2 separate regions of the Sus scrofa genome follow, and region 2 is linked to region 1. Evidence: chromatin contacts called from public Hi-C data. All regions are on one chromosome and are shown on one strand. The core of a region is the stretch at or near the end of the contact, and the rest is flanking DNA. Distances in the headings are between cores, read along the strand shown. Region 1 overlaps LOC100155975 (a long non-coding RNA gene). Region 2 has its middle 11 kb from the start of SLA-DOB.

Region 1 (4,976 bases), core at 64-2,563:
GAAGACTAGATTACACCTGGGTAATATATTTAAATAAAAAGATAAAAGAAGGCATTGCAAAAAGGCATAAAGAGAATCAAGAGAATGACAATCTAATAAACTAGGTAAACAGGTATCAGTGCTTATAATGGTTTCCTACTACAAAACAGATGACCGCCACAGCAGGTTAAAACAATACACATTTGTTTTTTTCATAGTTTTTGTGGGTCAGAGGTCCAGTTATAACCTAAAAACTGGGTCCTCGGAGTTCTTGCTATGGCACAGAGGGTTAAGAATCTGACTCCAGTGGCTCGCGTTGCCGCAAAGGTTAGGGTTTGATCCCTGGCCCATGGCAGTGGGTTAAAGAATCCGGTGTTGCTGCAGCTGGGGCTCAGATTTAATCCCTGCCTGGGGAATTTCCATATGCTCCAGGTACGGCCGTAACCCCCGCCCCCCGCCCCAAACTAGTCTCTTCTTCAGGGTCTCAGGCTGCAGCTGAGGCATTGTTCAGACTGTTGTGTTCCTTACTGGGGGCTCTACTGTCCAAATTCATGCAGGTTGTTGGCAGAATTCACCTGCTCCAGATGGGAGCTCTGAGGTCCCTGATTTCCTGCTCAGTTCCTAGAGGTCACCTGCAGTTTCCTGCCCCATAGCAATCTCCCAGGCTTAGAGCCAGCCAAGGAGAGTCTCTCCAGCACGCTAAAATGAAGTTTTTTGTAAGAAACGTAATCAGGAGTGACAGCCCATCGCCTCTGACCTATAATATCTTATTCACAGACCTCCCGTCACCTTTGACCTATAATATCCTATTCACAGACATCCTGTCACCTTTGCCATATTATCCTGGTTAGAAGCAAGTCACAGGTCCCATTAACTTTCAAAGGAAGAGATTATCCGAGGACTTGATTCATTGGATGTCACTTTAGAATGTGTCTGCTCTCCGGCCTTTGATGAGCCTTGTCCCTTCCACGTGAACAAATCATCGTCCCATTCCAAGTTTCCTTAAAGTCTCATTCCAGTATAGCATCGGATGAAAGTCCGGAATCTCATCATCTGAATCAGGTGCCGGTGAGGAGGAGGCTACTGGTGGTACAACTTTGTGGAGCTGTGAAACTAAGAGGCAGGAGATCTGTCTCCAGTACAGCCAACTTAAAGTTGTCAGGCAGGCGTTGGGTAACTGCTATAAATATTTCTGTCCAAAAAGGAGTTGCTGGTCCATGGCAATTCTGAATTCCAGTTGAGAAAACTCCAGCCAGAGTCCTTGGTTAAATTTCAGAGACTAGGGACAATCCAGGTCTGAAGTGGGAAAGGCCAATGTTTGTTCCTAAAAGGTGGCAACTGGCCAGCTGTTATTTCTCTGACTAGTCTTTAGGGTACCTTGGCTCTCTCTCTGGATTCTTGGCCCTGCCCTATTGGTCAACTTTTTTTTTTTTTTTTTTTTGAGGTCATAGGAGGTAGCCCTTGCTTACAGTGAGTAGTTTCATCAGCCTGCTTCCTGCCAGTGGAATCTGGGGAGTCTGATAGCCTCCTTTCACGTTGTGCTTCCTCCTTTAAATCCAGGCAGCAGTATGTCTTTTTTTTTGTTTGTTTTATTATTTAAAAAAATTATTAAAGTTGATTTACAATGTTCTGTCAATTTCTGCTGCACAGCAAAGTGACCCAACTCTACATCCATATACATTTTTTTTTTCACATTACCCTCCATCATGTTCCATCGCAAGCGGTCAAATATAGTTCCCAGTGCTATACAGCAGAATCGCATTGCTTTTTTAAAAATTTTAAAGCATTTTTATTAAAATTTTTTTATTATAGTTGATTTACAATGTTCCATCAAGTTCTGTGAGAAGTTTCTTAAAACCTTTGGATATCTTCTGTGGATTTTTCGTGATGCGTTCCATCAGACTGAAGCCACATCTAAAAGGACACATCTGTCCTTTTAGCGACAATCACTTCTCTGAGTTGGCCCTGCCGGGATGACTGAGAGGATTGGCGAGCCGCACGTTTCATCTCTTGAGAAGGCTCTTTGCATGACTGAATTCTCTAACTACTTGGTATATAAAAGGATATATACGTATATATATATATGACAGGAAACAGACAGGAAACGGATTTACCTAAAATATCATGAGCCAGAAAACACCGGTAAATATTGGGTGCTGCAGGAAAGGCAGTGTAAGAGAGGTTTTGGGTGAGGAGATGAAAGGGAGGAAAGAGACAAATCTGAGCAGAAGCCAGGAGGAGTGGATAATGGGGAAAGGGGTTGTACGAGGGTGTTATTTTAAAACTTGCCCTTGGATAAGCAATGAGACCGTCCTGTATATAGCACAGAGAACTGCATCTAGTCTCTTGGGATAGACCGTAGTGGAAGATAATAGGAGAAAAAGAATGTGTATATATATATATATGTATGACTGGGTCACTATGCTGTACATACAGCAGAAATTGACGGAACACTATAAATCAGCTATACTCTAATTAAAAAATAAATGAAAAAAACCTTGCCCTATGTGGCATGATTCAATTTTCTCACTGCCACATCCTTGGAGACCTAAATTACATTAAACATTTTAGAATTGTATTTGGTTTTTCTTTTGATATAAAACTGCTAAAGTACACTGATTCACTGGAAGTTCAAGGTCCCTCTTTCCGTCCTAGGACATTGGCAACCACAAGTGTATTAATTGGGCCATGTATACCAGCAGATGGAGACATTGCACTTTAGAAATTCAAGGCAACCTGAACTTTCCCTTCTCCCTTTCAGATGTGGAGTGTGGCATTTCTTCCTAGAGGATGGGAAACCAGCTCGGCCAGCTCTCATTGCCCTGACTAGTCCTTTCACATTTCCAGAATATGTCGAAATCAGAGATGTGGTTTTGGATGTTTGGGAAGCAAAGAAGCATAAAATGGAGCAGAAGGTAAAGCCAGCTTTTGCCTGAAGATGGAGTTCAGTCTTTTTACATGTTGTAGCAGGTAAGAGATTGCTCCTATAAAATCGTGTGCTTTAAAAGAAAATCATCACTGCCATCACTCATGTGCAAGCCACTATCCTTTTTCACATTGAGTTTCCATTATTCTCTGCTGTTGTCCAATGCATTCTTGATACTTCAGTAAGAGTGATATTTTACTTTATAATATACGTTTGAAAAGTATCACTGGGGGTGTGGGATGGAAATCCTATAAAACTGGATTGTGATTGTCATTGTACAACTATAAATATAATAAATTCATTGAGTAGTAAAAAAAGTATCAGAAGGAGGAGTTCCCATTGTAGCTCAGCAGGTTTAAAGACCAGACGTTGTCTCTGTGAGAATGTGGGTTCGATCCCTGACCTTGCTCAGTGGGTTAAGGATCTGGCATAGCCTGCAGATTTGGCTTGGATCTGGTGTTGGTGTGTCTGTGGCATAGGCCCCAGTTGCAGCTCTGATTTGACCCCTGGCCCTGGGACTTCCGTATGCTGCAGGTGCAGCCTTAAAAAGAAAAAAAAATTATCAGAAGGATACATGCATGTAGTTCAAAATAAACAGTCGTGATATATTTAATAAAGTAGGAGCCCTTCATGCCTTCTCTTTACGCCAATGGAACATACACACAAAGAAAATATCCATATATTCCTGTTTTATTGAATGATTTTAATATGAATGGACTCGGAATTATGTCAAATGATTGTTTTAGAGGAGCAGTAATCTAAGGATCAATGAATTTGTAAGAATTAGAATCATACAAAGTTTGGGCACTGACCAAAATGAAGTTAAATTTGAAATCAATGTATAAACACATAATCAGATATCTGTAAACTAAAACACACTTCTTTTGAATAAAACATGGGTCCAGGAGTTCCCATTGTGGCTCAGTGGTTAACAAACCCAACTAGTATCCATGGGTACGTGTGTTCAACTCCTGGTCTTGCTCAGTGGTTTGGGGATCCTGCGTTTGCCGTGAGCTGTGATGTAGGCTGGCAGCTGTAACTCCAGTTTGACCCTTAGCCTGGAAACCTCCATATGTCATGGGTGCGGCCCTAAAAAGACAAAAGACCAAAAAAAAAGTCCATTGACTCTTTTTTATTATATGACTTCACAGAAGTTTTGTAATTCCTCATGATTCTACAGATTTCTTGATATGTTTATTTTATGCTGTATTTCCCCCTAATTGCAGCTCTGTGCTTCTTCTTGGCCTTCTTAGGGATTTGTCTGCTAGAGACAAGTGATGCTGCCTCACATCTACTCCTCATTGGCTGGAGAGAAAACCATTATATCCTTAAAAATAGCTCTGCAAAATCTCTTTGCCGTCATTGTCTTTATTTGAGTGTTAGAGTTGAGCGTCAGCATTAAAAGTCAGAGTTTTGGGGAAGGGAAGTAGCTGTAGGAAGCCACTTAGTACGTAAGCGTACCTTCCATCTTCCAGGGCACCCTGCTCTTGCCTCGACACAATTGCTCTAATATCAAAGGGAGGTGATAGGATCAGCAGTGGGAGGAGGGGACAGAGTCACAATTAGATCATGAATCTTAAACCAGTGGTGGCTCAGCACTAACAGGTATTCAAGAAGTAATTAACTATAAATGTTAGCAGCTTAATGTGTTTGCCTCTTGGGAAATCCAGGGGATAGGTCTTGTGTGAAGGGGTCAAATAAACATCAGAGTCAAATAAACATCATTTGTAACCCAGCTGTGGCCCTGGTCCTGGCTCTATTCAATGAAAATGATTGATGACTCCAGATCCGTTGGTGAGTAGCTGATCCTCACAGCTTCTGGGTCAACCAAAAGGTTCCAGGGTGTATTAGCGGATAAGAAGGAAATAAGGCTGAGGGTTTGGGAAATGTACCCAAATGCCTCCCAATTGTCTGGGAGCAAAGCCATTTTTTAAGGTGTCAAAGAGAGAGGTACAACTCTAGTATAAAATGATTGCGGGTCCAATCCTTATTTCTTTCCTTTATCCCATCCAATATTAAAAAGGATACTTGGCACAGGGAACTATATCTGATCACCTGTGATAGAACATGA
Region 2 (4,891 bases), core at 231-2,730, 42 kb before region 1:
TGACTTCATTTAGTATGATAAATGTTGGTGCAAATGGCTTATTTATTTTTATTTTTTGATTTTGGGGGCCATACCCATGGCATATGGAAATTCCCAGGCGAGGGGTCTAATCAGTCCTCTGTTGATGGACATTAGGTTGCTTCCATGTCTTGGCTATTGTAATCAGTGCTGCAGGAACATTGGGGTGCACGCATCTTTTCAAATTATGGTTTTCTCTGGGTATATGCCCAGGAATGGGATTTCTGCATCATTTGGTGGTTCTCTATTTAGTTTTTTAATGAACTTCCATAATGTTCTCCATAGTGGTTGCACCGTGCTGGTGCAATGTAACATGTCCCTTTGTCCTCTGCATGTCCTGCAAATTGGCATCTGGATAGAGAGGAGTTCTATCATTCCTTCTTCAATCCATGCTTCATTGCTTCTATAAAGAGATACTTCCCAGAGTTCGCTTCATGGCTCAGTGGTAAATGAACCCGCCTAGGATCCATGCGGATGTGGGTTTGATCCCTGGCCTTGCTCAGTGGGTTAAGGATCTAGGGTTGCCATGAGCTGTGGGGTAGGTCGAAGACACAGCTCAGATCCCTAGGTGCTGTGGCTGTGGTGTAGGCCAGAGGTTGTAGCTCCAAAGTGACTCCTAGCCTGGGAACTTCCATAAGCCATGGGAGTGGCCCTAGAAAGCAAAAAATGAATAAATACATAAATAAATATAAAAAAAATAAAAAAGAGATACTTCCTTTCATTGACTAGTGGGTTGCCCAGTGGTACTGGAAGGAAATGATTAGCATTGAATTGTTGCCCTGTATTCTCTAGTTTCAAAATTAATGTGTTTTCCCATTATCCAAAGATGAGCAATTAGGTTTTACTTTTTATTTGTTGTATATAATATACTCCGGGATTTATTTATTTATTTATTTAGCCTTTTAGGGCTGCACCCCGGGCATATGGAAGTGCCCAGGCTAGGGGTCGAATTGGAGCCCCTGGCCTGCGCCATAGCCACAGCAATGCCAAGTCTGAGCTGTATCTGCAACCTACACCATGGCTCAGCAATGCTGGATTCTTAACCCACTTAGCCAGGCCAGGGATAGAACCCGCATCCTCATGGGTGCCAGTTAGGTTCCTTAATCGATGAACTAAACTCAAGGATTTAAATGGTGACCTCTCAGGTTTGGGCTTCAGAGTGCTTGGGAGGGGAGGGTGAGGAGGGAGAGGCAGTCACAGGTCTTCTGTGGGTGGAGATTTGGGGGCAGGAAGATCTCCTCTATAGCAACAAAGGAGGGATGAGCTGAAAGGACACGAGATCGTGTCAAAGTGGGGGACATCGTTACAATGCTAGGTTAACCATTAAATACAATTCCAGCTGGATAAAGTTCGGAAATTTAACAATCTGAAACTTCAGCCTACTTTTATGCAAAGATGAGTCTTGCTCCGAGGATGTGATGTGGCACTTCCACCGCCAGATGGAGCTCGAGACCGGAGTTTAAGTTGATTTCTCCCTTCGTGGAGAGAATCCCGTGGAAAACTGACGTTTTCTAAGCGGCTTTCCTCACGTAGCTTTCCGATATTCTTTCTTTGTCATATTATCTCGGTCTGCAAGGCTCTGAAAGGAGCAATGGTGGGGTGGGGGATATGGAAACTCAGCGAAGGGAGAAGAGGTGGTGAGGTTCCAGCCCAGCCGCGGAAGCCCCCTGCTTCCGTCTCCTCAATGTCTGTCTCCTCTCCTCAAACCCCTTCCTCCTTAGGCTGCTGTTCTTAATGGTCGCTGTCGCCGCCTTTATTAGCTGTAGACATAGGGACCTGGGTGAAAGAAATTGAACTTTAATATTCTATAAAATTAACTATGGATGCAAAACCAAATCTGGTTAATTAAGAGTTGACAAGAGAGTTCCCTGGTGGCTCAGTGGGTTAAGGATCCATGTTGTCACTGCTGTGGCGCCAGAAGGATCCTTGACCTGGAAACTTCTGCATGCCAGGGTCTCGGCCAAAAAAAAAAAAAAAAAAAAAAAAAAAGGAGGGGTGAGTGGGTGGGCAGCAGACAGCAAGTGTTAGCGACCATGTGGAGAAAAAAGGGAACCCTCCTACACTGTTGCCCTAAATAGGCAAAAGACAAAAAAAAAAAAAATCACTGTGTTCAAGAAATCAGTGAATACTAAATAAAGGCATTCTTTTCCTGAAAAGTAGGCTAACAAATTAGCTAATTAAACCCAGAGCTGGGATTCTAACAGACAGCTGTTTAATACCTGTTATCTTCCCCACTTTATTTTCAAAGGAGGGACTTCAGCCCGTGGTAAGAATTTTGTTGCCGCCTCACTCTCTAATTGTGTCTCTTTTTCCGCCTAGTGCAGCCTACAATGACTGTCTCCCCAGCCAGGACAGAGGCTCTAAATCAAACTCTGCTGGTCTGTTTGGTGACAAATTTCTCTCCTCGCCAAGTTAGAGTCAGATGGTTCCAGAATACACAGGAGACGGTTCGAGCTGTGTTCACAGCACTTATTCAGAACGGGGACTGGACCTCCCAGACTCACATGATGCTAGAAATAACACCACAGCCTGGAGAGATCTATATCTGCCACGGGGAGCACCCCAGCCTCCAGGGCCCCATCACGGGAGAATGGCATAAGGGCTCCTTCATGGACGCCAGGGACTCCGTAGAAAAGGAAAAGTGGAGTTCCCATCGTGGCGCAGTGGTTAAGGAATCTGACTAGGAACCATGAGGTTGCGGGTTCGGTCCCTGCCCTTGCTTGGTGGGTTAACGATCCGGCTTTGCCGTGAGCTGTGGTGTAGGTTGCAGACTCAGCTCGGATCCCGCGTTGCTGTGGCTCTGGCGTAGGCCAGTGGCTACAGCTCTGATTCGACCCCTAGCCTGGGAACCTCCATATGCCTCGGGAGCGGCCCAAGAAATGGCAAAAAAAAAAAAAAAAAAAAAAAAAGGAAAAGTGCTGGAGTTCCTGTGGTGGCTCAGTGGATTACACACCCAACTACTATTCATGAGGACGCAGGTTCGATCCTTGGCCTCGCTCAGTGGGTTAAGGATCTGGTGTTGCCACAAGCTGTGGTATAGGTTGCAGAAGCGGCTTGGATCCGGTGTTGCTGTGGCTGTGGTGTAGACTGGAAGCTGCAGCTCTGATTCCACCTGGGAACGTCCATGTGCTGCAGCTGCAGCCCCCCAAAACAAAAATAAAAAACAAAAAGTGCAGGGAGGGCCCTGGGTCTGGTGGGGGTGGCGGCTCTCTTCTTTCCTTCCCTTGGGCATATTCCTTGACATGGTTTCTGGACTGGGAGTTATGGACTGGATCCCACTATCTCAAGCTGAAAGGCACAGGCTGAGCACCGATGTCCTTTTCTCCCAGGATAATGGTGGTGGTCCCTCTGCCGAACCCCGCTCCCAGGCTGCCCCGCACCTTCTGAGGTGCTGCTGTTCTGGGCTTTGACATCAAGGCTGGTGCTAGGAGAGGGTCCGAGGGGGTTACAGGCAGACACACCTCCGGAGGAGCTAGCCTCCCCTCCCCCCATCTGCGGTGCCCCCGTGGGGTCTCCGCAGGCCGTCCCCCTCCTCTATTTGGTTTCTGAACACCTCTGCCTCATACGTGCGGAACTGCACTCCCTGTTCCCGATGAGGACACTGTGGGGTGTTGGGGACAGACGCTGACACGCAGGCTGTTACTTCCCAGGGGCACAGTCTGAATCTGCCCGGAGCAAGACGCCGAGTGGAATTGGGGGCCCTGTGCTGGGGCTGATCTTTCTGGGCGTGGGCCTCACCGTCTGCTTTTGGAATAAGAAAGGTCAGGCACCCTAGAGGGAGGAAAGGGGAAGGCTGGGCTGCTTCACTCCGTTGCGGTTTTCATACAAGAAAACCCCCTGTTCATTTTACTTTGGTGACTGTCTCAAGTGACTTTCAGGTGATCTTATTTTGTGACACCTGACTCCTTAGTGTTCGTGGGTGGGAGTGGAGGAAACGACGGTCTGGGGTTGCTCCCTCATTTCCTTTTTTTTTTTTTTTTAAAGGGACACACCTGAGATATATAGAGGTTCCCAGGCTGGGGGTCCAATTGGAGCTGTAACTGCTGATCTACACCACAGCCACAGCAACGTGGGATCTGAGGCATGTCTGCGACCCACACCACAGCTCATGGCAACGCCGGATCCTTAACTCACTGAGTGAGGCCAGGGATCGAACCTATGTCCTCATGGATACTAGTTGGGTTCATTAACCACTGAGCCACAACGGGAACTCCCCCTCATTTCCTTTTGGAGGCTGAGGGAAAGAGAGAGAGGCTGTTTTCCCACTGCCCAGGTTAACCAGTTTTTCTTCCCCTTTCTCTTTTCATCCTTGCCGATGCTGGAATATCCTGAAACTCCATCCATTGGTAATATTCCTATCTTCTTGCCCTCAGCTGGGACACACATAAGCTAGGAAAGGGGTTGAGTGGGTTGGTCTGGACACGCTGACACGCTTCTGTGATTCTGTCCTGGCTTCACGCTACATTAGTTGAGGCAGGGGAAACGTCTGGAACATTCCGTGTAGTGACTGCAGGAAACTTCAGAGATTGTTTCACAGAATAAGACCCAACCCTGGATCTCAGCCATTCTGTGGGGTTTGAATGATGCCCTTGATTCCAGAATTATAGGAAGTGCTCCTCAACTTGCAGGTGGGCGAGCATCTCCTTTCGCTCGTCTTCCTTCCACGTGCCCCTTCTGGCTGCAGGTGTGTGTTCACCTGAGCAGAGTACCATCTGGACTCGGCTCCAGGCCAGGGAATGAGGAGAGGATGTTTTAGCCTCAGGATTAGCCTCAGGGTCCTGAGGCTGCAGACGGGCCCCCAGGAGGGCAGGGCTGAGTCTTCTCCAGGGACTGGTCTGACTTGAGACTGCCTTCTCTCTCCTCCGGGGCTGCT

Evidence for each region. Hi-C and Micro-C count contacts between places; a contact is called where the count stands out from the background.
Region 2: a Hi-C map of adipose tissue shows a contact between it and region 1, with 2.5 times the contacts expected there. The contact joins two enhancer-like sites. A contact is called at or near these places in 14 of 47 Hi-C or Micro-C datasets (adipose tissue, blood, brain and 7 more) and 2 of 2 datasets of contacts at active chromatin or transcription factors (alveolar macrophages and skeletal muscle).

What each region holds. Positions count from the first base shown.
Region 1 is chr7:24,982,773-24,987,748 of Sscrofa11.1, reverse strand. LOC100155975 (a long non-coding RNA gene) reads left to right here. Exons shown (of 5, transcript XR_002345629.1): 4 at 1-1,545; 5 at 2,741-4,976. Among named protein-coding and RNA genes, the nearest start is that of SLA-DQB1, 8.0 kb to the right of the region's middle. Within about 2 kb of position 1,313, at least 5 of the 83 cell types and tissues checked have an H3K27ac peak or open chromatin away from gene starts, as enhancers often do. A contact at or near this core is called in adipose tissue and retroperitoneal adipose tissue, where this site is marked.
Region 2 is chr7:25,024,915-25,029,805 of Sscrofa11.1, reverse strand. It overlaps the pseudogene SLA-DYB. Among named protein-coding and RNA genes, the nearest start is that of SLA-DOB, 11 kb to the left of the region's middle. Within about 2 kb of position 1,480, at least 7 of the 83 cell types and tissues checked have an H3K27ac peak or open chromatin away from gene starts, as enhancers often do. A contact at or near this core is called in adipose tissue and retroperitoneal adipose tissue, where this site is marked.